2 separate regions of the Anser cygnoides genome follow, and region 2 is linked to region 1. The links are chromatin contacts, called in public Hi-C maps. All regions are on one chromosome and are shown on one strand. The core of a region is the stretch at or near the end of the contact, and the rest is flanking DNA. Distances in the headings are between cores, read along the strand shown.

Region 1 (6,164 bases), core at 1,190-3,689:
CATTTTTTAAAGATAGTCTATCCCATCAAAATACTTTACTATGTGAAATAAATTCTTCTGTTTGAGCTGTTCAGTGTGGCCTCCATGCCAAGGTGTTCCTTGTTAATTACTTGTCTGTCTTTCTGTCAACGAGAGGGGAAGAAAAAAAAAAAAAAGAAGGTAACCCCAAACCATCCTAAAACTCATAAAAGCATAGCTCCTACCTCATGGTGAGGAGGAGGAATTATTTACTGGTTTTATGTACTGATTTTTTTTTTTTTTTAGTTTTACAATAAGAAATAGCTGAAATGAACATTTTTAGCTAAATATGTTTGTCTGCTACTACAGATGATCATATGTATTTGTTGAGTGTAAATCTGCTTTGCATGTGTAAGCACAAACATAGTATGGTATGTCAGAGTTTCTGTTGTAAAATTCTGGGGAAGAATCTATGCTAGACATTGTACACTGTTTTTATATTGTTTAAATGAACTTTTTTACATAATGATTTGTAGCACCCCTCCCCCTCAATATTGCATTAGTGTCTTCTGACTTCTCACTTATGTTTGTGACTTGTGTCCATGCCCTTCAGTTACTGTTAGATATTGATCATTTAGGATCTGCATCTACCCCAGTCACAGGAACTTGCAAAGAAAAATATCTGAAGGGAAGCTAAAGTGAAACATAGCCCACCATGTTAGTAATTCCAAGGATGCTTGTTCTCTAGATTTTTTGTTTGCCATCACTCACCATTCCTTTGATGGAATCCTTTTATGGATTTAGAAATTTGTAAATAATTAAATTTGTGTTATTATTTCATGATCTTCTGGACATTGCAAAGGTAGATGGTGTTTTTTCAAGTTCTTAAATTGGACTCAGAGCACAGGCTTGTTCATAGCTGGCCCCTATCTGTATTTCTTACATTGAAAACTATTTGAGTGACAATAGTGACAAAAGGAGTGACAAGCATGTAATGGGCTTGCTCTTTTCTTTCTCTGGGGAAACCTTCATTTTTATCTTACTCGATACCTCTAGAGATTGTCTTCTGGATAAATCCAGAGTGTGTCCCAGCAGCATTAGGAAGACTAATTAAGACAAACTGGGAAAAGAAAAGGGGGATGCTTACGTATTTTTGCAGCATGGATTTTAATTTTTCAATTTGAAATACTTATGTGCTTTTGTGCTATAAAAGGTAAATTGTCAAGTTTGGTGATTAAATGAAATTTGTAATTAGCAAACTAAGTATGAAAATACTGTCATGATAATTTCAGGTGTAAAAAAATGATAGCTGATTAATTTTATTTAAATGTAATGTGTGTTTTAGATTTGGCTTGTCTATAATTAAGGTGTTATCATTGTTAGTAATAATATTTATAATGCAGTGTTTCTAGGTAACAAGAAAAACGTTTTCAGCTCCTCCCCTCCCCACCTGCCCCAAATAGTTTGAGATGACAATTACATTGTATGCAGTAGGACAGTCCCAGGGGTTTGAGGAGTATCTGGTATCTACAATTTGAAATGCTGCATAAGTCTTGGTTTGGTTTCTGTAAGAGCTGAAAGCTGATGTAGTCTTGGAAATCAGATTTTTTGCATTTTGCTCAAAACAATAAAACATTGGGAACCAAAATATTTAAGTATAACTTTACCTGTCATTAGTTCATTACAGAACTACTGCAAGACAAAGCTTAGTTTTAGATAGACTGAATCTTATCCTTGCTGCTTTCAAGCAGTAATGATTAGAAAAGCTTTGGTGGTGGCTCCATCAAAAATCCAAGAACACTCATTACGCTTCCTGTTTAAATATTGACTTTCAGTTGAGTGCTGTCAAACTATCACTGCTACTCTTCTGTTTTTTGGAAAACATTAATGGGACTTTGCTTAACTATTAAGGCAGTGTTTGCACATGGAAACTAGTTGTTGACGTGAGGTTGAAAATTGAGCAGTCATCATGTCTCCTTGAAAAGAGCTCTGGAAAAGTTTCCCATAGTTTTTCATTTCATTTCATTTCATTTATTTATTTATAGGGTTCCCAAAGTAGTCCATTCTTTAGTTCTAGTTGTTCTCTATTAAAACTGTAAAATTCCAGTAGTAGTTAATTACTACAGAAATTTCAGCAATATTATACAATTTAATACAGGATTCTTTTAAGGAGAAGGAGACACTGGAATAGTCTGTAGTGTTGTTGAATCTTTATTTAGTTTGTGGATTAGTAAAAAGACAAAATGTTCAATTTTTTTTTTACTGAATTCTGCTTTTTATGCTTAAAGCTTTAGGATCATTTTCTGCTGTATTTGGAGAAGAATGGAAGGAGAAAACTGATAGAGATTTTGTTAAGGTAATTTAAAAAATAATATTTTGAACTGGATATGGCGGGTATCAAATCCTTTAAAAGGAAGAAAAATGAAGATATACTAGCATGGGTATCTTGAATTACTCAATCTTTTTCCTTTTGTTTAAATATAGTAGGACACTAAATCACAGGTATCATAAAATGTTTGGATAAGCAGGAAGATAAGTATTTAGAAAAGATAGGTGTAGGCAAATGGATAAAGAGATTCCATGTTTCATTTTATAAAGAAAACTAATATGTGAAATGGAAAGGAAAAATTTAGCAAGAGAAAAGAATGGTGATCTTTCAATTAAAAAACAAACAAACAAACAGAAAACAACCACCAACATGCTGGATTATGAAAATCGGGACCATGCCAAAAGAAGCATAGGGCAAATTTCATTAAGTTAGAAATGTTGTGAGTTTGTTTCAGTTAGGTTTTTTTTATTCGCAAGGCTTTTTTATCTTCCCACTAGAGGGCATGATGTACTCTATTAGTAATGAAATGACGTAAAAAATGTAAGAGAAGTTGCTTTGTGTAAATGCTTCCTCCTTACTCTGGATGAGCATTTTGAGGTGAAAGAGAGTCCAAAATGTACTGTTATCTGAAGGAGGTTTCACATTTCAGCATGTTTGCCGTAACATACAGCAACTTCCATAAATAGAATTTCAGGTGAAAATTTATAAGACTGAAATAGAGGAAAGCTAGATTAGAATATATGTTGCTAATTTATGTTTTTTATTAAGTGAAAATGTGAAAAGGTGACCTGATGAGTTTCTTAAAAACCGATAGCCAGTTTTCTGCTCAGTTTCTTAATCTTCTTACACACTGAAATGTCTTTCCAGTGTATAAAGATATATTCGGATATATTATTAATAAGATTGTTATTATAGAGATGAGATTTTTTAGGAGCTCTTTCCATTTGTCTTTTGTTTTCTTTTTTATGTAACTTGATTTTGGGACAAGTTGGGCAATTGCAGTGTTAGTGATAAATGATAAATATTGTTGAAATGTTAATGAATAGATTCCCTAACCATAATTTCCTAAATAAAGTTAACAACAAAAAAAGGTAAGCTCTCATTTTTACTAGTATATGAACTTGTAAACACGGTTCAAGTGTACTGAAGGTAAGCATAAAAAATAATTCTTGATAATATGTTACCTTTTCCAGTGAGGAGTATGTTCAGAGTACTATAGGTTGTGTGTGTGTGGTTTTTTTTTAAGCACTTAACACTTCTGTTTTATCTTCACCCTAAACTGCCACAGACTGTTGCTGATCTAGAGCAGCAACAAGTACCATGTTTAGATCTATAAACATTTAAAATTGCACAGAATTCTAATTCATTATATGTTCATTAATTATATAAATGTAAGTAATTGTGATAGATAAGGACAGATGGTTCTGATAAATGTTTTTAAGCAAGTGTGAAGTAGAACCGCTGTAGCTGCAGTAAGGTTTACTAATAAGAGACTTGGATACTCGCCAAGCTCTATTTTTGAGCCCTACAACACACAGTACCACTCTGTAGTGAAATACCGCCGAAAGCATGTCAGAAACGTAACACCAAAACTAAAAATAACTCTTAATGCCAAGAATCCAGATTTTTCAGAACATCTTACTTAAAGCATTTATTTGACCCCACTACTGGAAGTCATTTATTTTGTATTGCAGCTGTGACTGTATCAAAACAGAGGAAGCATTATGGGAGCTTCCTGACATAGAATGGAGATACTTGGCTGGCAGGGTAGATATGGTTATATCTGTCTTTCAAATCGGGGTTTACAGCTTTAACATTAATAGAATGGCTATTGAGTGTGTTGTGCTCCCTCTCTTCACTGTTCACATTATCTTTTTAAAAATTCTTCTTGGTTTGTTTTTATTTTACTGCCAGTTGTTTGTTCATTTTCCTAAGGTTATCATTCCAGTCTGTTCTTCTGCTATAGTGGCAGCAGATTAGACATTTCTGTAAAGATGAAAACAGAAAAGAACAGAAAAGAGTTTTTAAACAGAAGGAAAAAAGTGCAGAATTATGTATCGAAAGAGATAGTATGGGATAGTATAGTGATGGCATGAACATAGAAATGGTAGAGATTAATAACATACTGGGAAAGAGCAATTTCTTAAATTTACAAATTCTAAGCTAGTAGGAATTGAGTTGGTAGAAATTCTCGAGTTTATAACCATTATCCTCAAACACTAGTTGATTTTTTTTTAATTTGTTGGAGTTTTGGTTGGTTGGTTTGTTTTTGGCAGAGAAGTATTAGAAATCTTGAAGCTGTTTTGAAAATGATTCTCAGAGTTAAATTTAGGATTCATAGAAGAAAAATAAATTTGGGTTCTTGGTAATTAAATGGTGATTTAAGTGTTGGTATGTCAGTTTTATGCAAAAAATACTGAACTCTTCCTAATCTTCATTAGCTGAAAATAGCTTTTCAAATGCAATAGTCAAAATATGATCAATGAGGGATGTTCAGAACATTTGATGTTTCATCTATATACCTATACTTACTGAAACAACTTTTTTTCCAAGCTCCTTCTTCTGCTTACTAAAATACATGAACATAAACTTGGAACTTTTGGATTTTACAGTTAGTTTCTGTATTTCAGTATCTTTATAAATATAACTGGGTTCACTTCAGAATTCTGTATTTATACTAAAAATTGTCTAAGTTTTTATTTAACATTTGCTTAAATTAACTTGATTTAATTTTTGGTCTCTTAGTCATATTAGAATTTTTAAATTACAAATCAAAAAAAATATAGCCATGTGTTTTTTTCATTATTTTTTCTCATTCTTTTACTACATTTTAGCTCACTCTGAGTAGTACAGCATCATTACCATTTCTCCCACCTTTAGCTAAGTCATTACTGTTGGCTATTTGGTATTCAGGCAACTCTTTTAGTTCTCTATTCATGTATCATAAAGAATTTTTCAAGTGTTTCAGTGCCCATAGTTTGATTTTTATATTCTGCTCTCCTCCAGTTTTGACCTAAAATCATTTTACTTTACGTATCCTCTCTTTCTGAAGAACTCTGGTACTACTTATTTCTAATATTACCTTCATTTAGCTGAATTACCTTTCCATTGTCATCTAACTATATATATTACTAGTATATTTTCACTTTGATCCAAAATGTGATGGTTTTTAGTCTGTCTTCTGCATATTTTGTGCGATGGTTAACTACAGTAGATTTCCTTTAGATTTTATCCATCTTTGTTCCTTAGTCAGCATTGATCAGGCATTTTAGGAGCAAGTAGAAAGCTCTGTGTGTTAAACACTTTTATTACTGCTGCTGCTTTCTCTTTTCTAAACATACCTACTTCGCTTTCCAGAATTCATTGTAAGCCACTATCATTTTTTGTAAAGCTTCATAAATGGTTAACAGTATCATGATTTTTTCAAAACAGTCTTCTGGTTTGGTAATGTCATATCCACAAACAGAAGGGCTTAAATCTTTGGGTTTGTCCTTTAACACCACTAATATTCCAGTTGAAGGTGAAGATGAATAGCAGTGTATTTCTTTATTTTATACTAAACTTTGAGAGAATCAGGTTTTATTTCACTGTTTGCTTGTTTGTTTTGCCAATCCTCACCACATTACAAGTTTTCCAATCTTCTTTTGCACTTACCATTATATATAGTGCTGGATGTGTTCTCGCTTTGTACAGTGCTTCCCTTAAAACTGAATCAAATATCTTTACTAATCAGTGAACATGAATGCATACTTAATCTCCGCTCCATTAGCTGTCAAAATCTGAGTATCATTTTAATTGTGCCTGCTGTTTTCCCTTATAGCTATGTTAATTTCTTGCTTTCTCCCTTTCTGAGTTTTCCTGGTCCTGAAAACAGGCT
Region 2 (6,164 bases), core at 1,702-4,201, 98 kb after region 1:
TGGTGTGGGCCACTGAAGCACAGATCGTGCGTATTCAGCCTTTGAGAGTCCCTCCAACAGTCGCTCGGCCTTCAGCACACCCTCAAACCTAGACGTAGAGACGTGATGGACAGCTGAGCATTAAAAGACACGCACGCATTCACCTTCCACCAGCTGCAGCCCTTCATGTGTTATTTCATGACTGCACACCGCTAACTTCCTACTCAGGGGAATTGTCCGTGCTCAGGTGGTTCGGGGTACCAGAAGCAAGCAACTCGCAGACCCGGAAAGAGATGTTCACAGCTTTTAGCTTGCAAACAGTACCTATCACCTCAGTTAACAACCTCACAACCTCATTGTTGGCTTAAAAAAGTCACCGCGCTCATATCCTCTCAGATCAAGGTCACTGCCCTTCAGGGTACAGCGGACTAGTACACACATATGAAATAAAACGTGCCTATGCTGCCGAAAAGCCACGAACTAGTTCTTGTTCTGAAGCACTCTACATAGTGCACACATTAGAAGCCTCTGATATCTACGGCTGTAGTGTTAAATTTATACCTTAAACCTAGTTCTATCTCCAAGTTGGCAAAATAGGCAAAAAAAACCAAAAAACAAACAACGTTGAGACTTACAAAACCTACTTTAATCTCAAATGCATTTCAGAATTCATTCATACAAGTTGTCAGCACTGAGGAATCTTCTTGGACATCAGTAGGAACTAGACCGCACGTTTCTGTTACTGTTAACTGGAAGGACATTTCCTACCCCTCAGCTTAGACTGCCGGCGAAAAAGAAAATCGCAGTGCTGAAGCAGTGGACTCAGCAGGCCAGGTTTCAGTAACTCTGGTACTGGCACGACAAGTCAGCCCGTCCAACTTTTTCCAACAGCGTTCTGCCACTCCTCCAATACACAACATTAACTGAAACAAACCACCCTTACGGCAATTACTATATAAAGCAAACTTTAGCTAACCTAAGTTTTTGCACTTTTTATAGTACTCAGGGCAATGGAAAACTGAGAATATTCAGCAAAGAAGCTCTGTAACCGGTAGAAGCAGATGTTTGTAACCAGAGCAGAACCATTACGCATCACGAGCAGAACCATATACAAGTTTTATAAAGCCAGAGGCTAAAACTCATGTATAAAGTGTGACTCAAACTACAGTCAGTCAAGAGCAAAAAGAAGCTCTTTATCACCTGGGTGGTTTAAAAGTGACAGCTGAGTAATTGTAAAACAACAAACTTACATCTCCATGTTGAGTCAAACTCAAGATCCTTCATGTATTGTGCTCGAGCTCTACGAATTAACATTGAAAAAAACTCACCAAATTCGTGGAGAAGCATTCCCCGTCTTAAAGTGATCCGAGCACAAGATAAACTAGTGCCTCCAGTTTTATTTTTATTAGAGAAAGCCTAAAAACATTCTGTTTTAAGACAATTTGGATGAGAGAGAGAGATGATGTTTTTCTGAGGCCACAAAGTTCTTGTCCATTCTGCATAATCAGAAGCAAACTTTAAGTCACGTGGAACATAAAATAAAATTGGTGTATTTCTTATGTGGGCCATCTATCACTCTGGAGGTCAACGCATCAGTAACTGTAAACTACTGAAATAAAACCTGTTGAAGTCTGACATTGTAACTTTTAGTAAAAACCTAAATAGTACCCCGCCCTCCCCCCCCCATTTCTCTTGTCTCCTCTAAGGAAAGCAAACAAAAGTTATTATATTCATTAAAAAAAAAAGAACAAACACTAAAGGAAACATTTGGAAGAAGTTCTTGGGAACTTTTCCAAGCCTTCTCCATATGGCAGAAGAGGATGCTATTTTTTTTTGGTGCATATGCATCTCCAAGTACAGCTTCCCAAAAACGAAAAAAAGAAAGAGACGTGGTTTACCCTATATGATCAACCAACTAACATTGGATTTTAGTCACTGACATTTCATTTAAGAAATCCACTCTTTACGTTAAGAAAGGAAGAAACCACGACAAACTGACTAGAGGCTTCCCCTGTTCTCCCATGCACAAGAAAGTTTGAACACCCAAACTGTAAAATTCTGCGCTAAACTACAACTCACTTAAAGCTCTGACCCAAAGGAGAGTTAAAAGCTCGATGCGTTAACGATGCACAAACACGACACCAGCCACTAGAGTTAGCTTTTTTTCCTGAAAAAAAAGATATGTGAAGCCTCACAAGCGGTTGTCCAACAACAAGGGCATTCCGATCCACCACACGCTTATCGTTTGGGCTGGAGCAGCCACGACAGTTTGTTCACATTTTTATAAAGCGATTCTTTGCCAGCGGCAAACTCAGTCGCTGATACCAGATATCAGTAACGCTTTGGGCTCTCTCCCTGCTACCTCGTTCTTCCCGAAAAGTTGCTCTGCAGGGAATATTACGGGAGGAGAGGGGTTAGCCCCACCAAACCGTGCCGCATTCAGGTGCCAAACGCGTTGTCAGAGCCGGCCACGCTGCGGGCCGGTCCCCCAGCCCCCCGCACGCTCCCCGAGGAGCCCCAGGACGGGCAGCGCTGCGGAGCACAGCGGCGGCGCCCCGGCGGCCTGCCAGCCCCCTGCCAGCCCCCTGCCAGCCCCGCTCGGCGTGGGGCAGCCCGGGACGGGCTCCGGAGCCGCCCCGTTTTGGGAGCCGGCCGGCGGGGGCGGGCAGGCCGGGAGCAGCCGCACCGCCGGGCCCTGAGGGAGGGGAAGGCCCCGCCGGGCCCGGGCCGCCCCCCGGGCGCTCCCCATCCCCGCCGCCGCTTTACCTGGCGCCGTCCCCACCATGGAGCGGAGCCTCCGGTTGTCCCCAACGCCGCCTCCGCCGCCGCCGCTGCTGCTGCTGCCGCCTGGGGGCTTCCTCCAGCGGCTCGCCGCCTGCCTCCGGGGCCGAGCGGCGGAGCGGGCTCAGCGGCCGCCGGGCCACATGTCCGCCGGGACGGGACGGGGCTGCGCGGTACCGGCGGGGCCCGCGGGGGGGCGCTGCGCGGGGAGGGAGGGGAGGAGGCGGCGTGGCGGCCGCCAGCGAGACGCCTCCAAACCGCCCCGCCCGCGGCGGCATTGTGGGAAAGGTCCTCCCGGGGCGGGGGGCGGCACCGGGCGGGGAGGCGGGGCGCGGGCGGGGGCACGTGACCCGCCGCCGGTTGGCGGGGCGGGGCGGTGGGGGGGGGGGAGGCGCGGGGCGGGCTCGGGCGCCCCCTGCTGGCGGCGAGGCGGAGGGGCGCGGCCCGGCCCGGGCGGCGGTGGCGTCATCACAGCGCGACGGGGGGGGGGGGGGGGGGGGGGGGGGGGGGGGTGTGAGGGTCAGCTCCCTCGTTCCTTCACAGCCTTCCCTTCTTCGCTATTTTAATAACCTGAACCCATCTCGGCCCCTCGTTTTAATAAACTCAACCCAAAGCAGCCTCTGTCTGTTCGTTATGCGAGTGTGGTGTGGCCGATGTGGCGCAGCGGGGCGATGAGCACAGCCCTGCGTATGCTGGGGGCGATGGCTATGGCCATGGCCATGGCGATGGCGGGTGAGGGACGAGGGGGCGGTAGGGTGATGGCCGCCCGCCCTACCAGGCTGCCCGGCCAGGAGGCGGTGGCGGGCTGGGGCTTGGTGGAGTGTGGCGGTGTGGCTGTTGGGGCACGGTGGGGCAAGGTGCACGTCGGAGTCTGTCTTGGGAGAGTGGTGGCACCTCGTTATGGAGAATATTAATTTAGGATTAAGTCAGAAGAGCTTGAATTAAGTAAGAGCAGCCCGTGGGGACAGCGCGTGAGGAGAGGCAGAGGAAGAAAGGGAAGGACTGGCTTCATTAGCGGGCTGCAGGGAAATGTAATAATAAGCAGGTCTCTAGCCATAGGTAGGAAAGCACAGACAGAAGAAAGACGACGAAATGTGTAAGGTAAGTCTGACTTTAAGGGTTACTAAGGTTAATGAACTCCATCATCTGAAGAAAGGAATGAGCTGTTTTGAAGGATGAGATTAAAGAAAGCCCTGTTGCAGACTAAGACAGATGACTTTCAGTGATGCATCTTGAGTAGACTGAAATCTTGAATGACCCTCAAACAAGACACTGAAGCAGTTAAGAAGGAGGAATGGTGAGGGAACAACAGCACTGTGTTCGACTATCCGGTCACAGAGGTAAGGTTTTGTTGCAAGGAGGCCGTGGTACACAGAACTGCCGTATGTTTTTACTCACTATTGAGTCTCGTAGTTAGAATGACTCCTAAGTCACTTGAGACTCAGAGATGTAGAGGAAGCCTCGGTATTCGCTGTTTCTGTCACAGGTCGTGAAGACGTTGCTGTCAGCTCCTCTTGCTGCACAGATCACGTTGCGCAGAGGAGCCAGGGAAGCTGATGGGAGGTTTCAGTGACAGAGAGGAATGCAAGGAGAAACACTCATCACGTTTGAGGTGCTGTCTGTACTTTTGTTTGATCCTGTGACCGTGTATCTTACATGGGTAAAAGAGAGGCATCCTTATCCTTTCCAGCACTGACCTTTATACCTACTCATACAGCTTCAAAAGTATGCTGTATTACCAGAGCTCCTTTGGCCCTTTCTCATCCACCTTTGGAGACGAGCACGTGTTGTACACTGTTTACAGTTGAGAGGAAAACCTGGGACTTCACTGCTGTCAGGTTCTGAGCTTTTCTGTGTGCCAACAAAGTTCCTGCCCTCAGAGGTTTCCAGTCCTACCTGGGCTGAAGAGATTTCAATAACGATATGGTAGATCAAGGGGAGGTGGTGGATGAAAAAGCAAGGATGAGGCAGGGCATGGTAGAGTGGAACTCCTGGAGGGCGAAGCGGTAGCTATCCGTGAGTGCAGAAATTAGGATTAGCATAGAGTGCAGAGGGGAAAATGGAAATACTTGTGTTTTGGTGTTGTAAATTTGAATTTTTTTTACTTTGGAGTATCCTTCACCGTTGAAATGATCCTATGCCATTTATTATCTGAAAACCATTGCACGAGGGCAAACAAGGGATGGGCAACACTGACCTTGTGATTATTTCTTTCTCAATGTAATAAACCCAAATGAACATGAAGTGGTATTTTTGTAGTCTCTAAGCTGCCAGTACTACATTGTGTCTCTGAAAGAGATGGAGTGAAAAAAAATTAAATTAGTAAGCTGTTCTTCCTATAGTGACATTTTTGGGATTGATTGATTAAAGCTACCAAAATATTCAATATCCAGGGAACAGAAGAACCATTGATGACATGATGTTTTTGCTCTTTGTTTTCAGATGCTCATTTGAGCAATGAACGATTCGTCTCTTTAGCTCTTGTATTCTGGGCTTTTGAGGAATGTAGGTATATTCAAATGGCATAAAAAAAAGTCTGGAGTAGACTCAGAGCTGATTCAGAACTCATTCAACCTCTTTGCCCCCATTTAGGATCAGTCTTGTATCCATTGCTCCTTTGTTCACTTTGTGCTTCAAGGCCTCTGTAGGTGGACTGTCTCTTCCAAAGCGTCCTCAGGCAAGCTATTTCTCTGGTTTAAAATTTCTGCTTTTGTTAAGCTGCTCATAATCCATAACCTGGATCCTTCCTGTTGCATCAGAAGCCCATAGTTTTAGTCCTGTCCACCGCTGGCACAGGGAACAACAGATTGTTTCCTTCCTCTTTGCAACATATTTTTATCTGGTCTTAACTTTAAAAAAATTATTCCCAGACTTCTTTTTTAGGCTAAACAGCATCGAAAGGCCCACTAAAATCAAGTATATCAGTGTTCTGTCTCTCCTGTCCAAAGGGCATGTTAGTCTGGTATAAAATGAATTGTGATGGGTATGACATCATTTGATGTTGGTTCATACCTTCTTATCTTTGAGGTACTTGCAAGGGGGTTGCTTGATTACTTTTTTTTTCCAGAAGTTTTCTGTGTGTCTCTTTATTCCCCTTTCCAGCAATGAGTTTTGATCTTTGCTTTCATTTCAGATTCAATTTTGACTTGTGTTTAGATGTGATGCAGAAACAAAAACAGACAAGAAACAACAACAACAAAACCTTGGACATAAACTAGGTAGCTTACCTCATTTTTCTAATAATGTAGTAGTCTGAACTTTCTGTCTTTAGTACTTGCATTTTCATTGCTTCTTAGGGAATTTTTAATTTGGGAGTTCTGGAGCATATGTATATGTATCCAAGTAAGTAGGTTGTGTATTCTGTGTGTCATAATGCCTTGGATACTTGGCTGCACTAACAAAGC

What was found. A called contact is a pair of places that touch in the nucleus more often than the background predicts.
Region 2: a Hi-C map of liver shows a contact between it and region 1, with 3 times the contacts expected there. The contact joins the promoter of SCAF11 here to the enhancer-like site in region 1. A contact is called at or near these places in 2 of 7 Hi-C or Micro-C datasets (both in liver).

Annotation. Positions count from the first base shown.
Region 1 is chr1:33,809,497-33,815,660 of Taihu_goose_T2T_genome, forward strand. ARID2 (AT-rich interaction domain 2) reads left to right here. Exons shown (of 21, transcript XM_048065822.2): 6 at 2,247-2,314. Among named protein-coding and RNA genes, the nearest start is that of ARID2, 63 kb to the left of the region's middle. Within about 2 kb of position 2,440, at least 2 of the 3 cell types and tissues checked have open chromatin away from gene starts, as enhancers often do. A contact at or near this core is called in liver, where this site is marked.
Region 2 is chr1:33,907,346-33,913,509 of Taihu_goose_T2T_genome, forward strand. It overlaps SCAF11 (SR-related CTD associated factor 11), which reads right to left and starts at 2,952. Exons shown (of 15, transcript XM_048065904.2): 1 at 2,746-2,952. It overlaps LOC106045624 (a long non-coding RNA gene), which reads left to right and starts at 3,266. Exons shown (of 4, transcript XR_001212892.3): 1 at 3,266-4,100; 2 at 4,247-4,372; 3 at 5,894-5,978.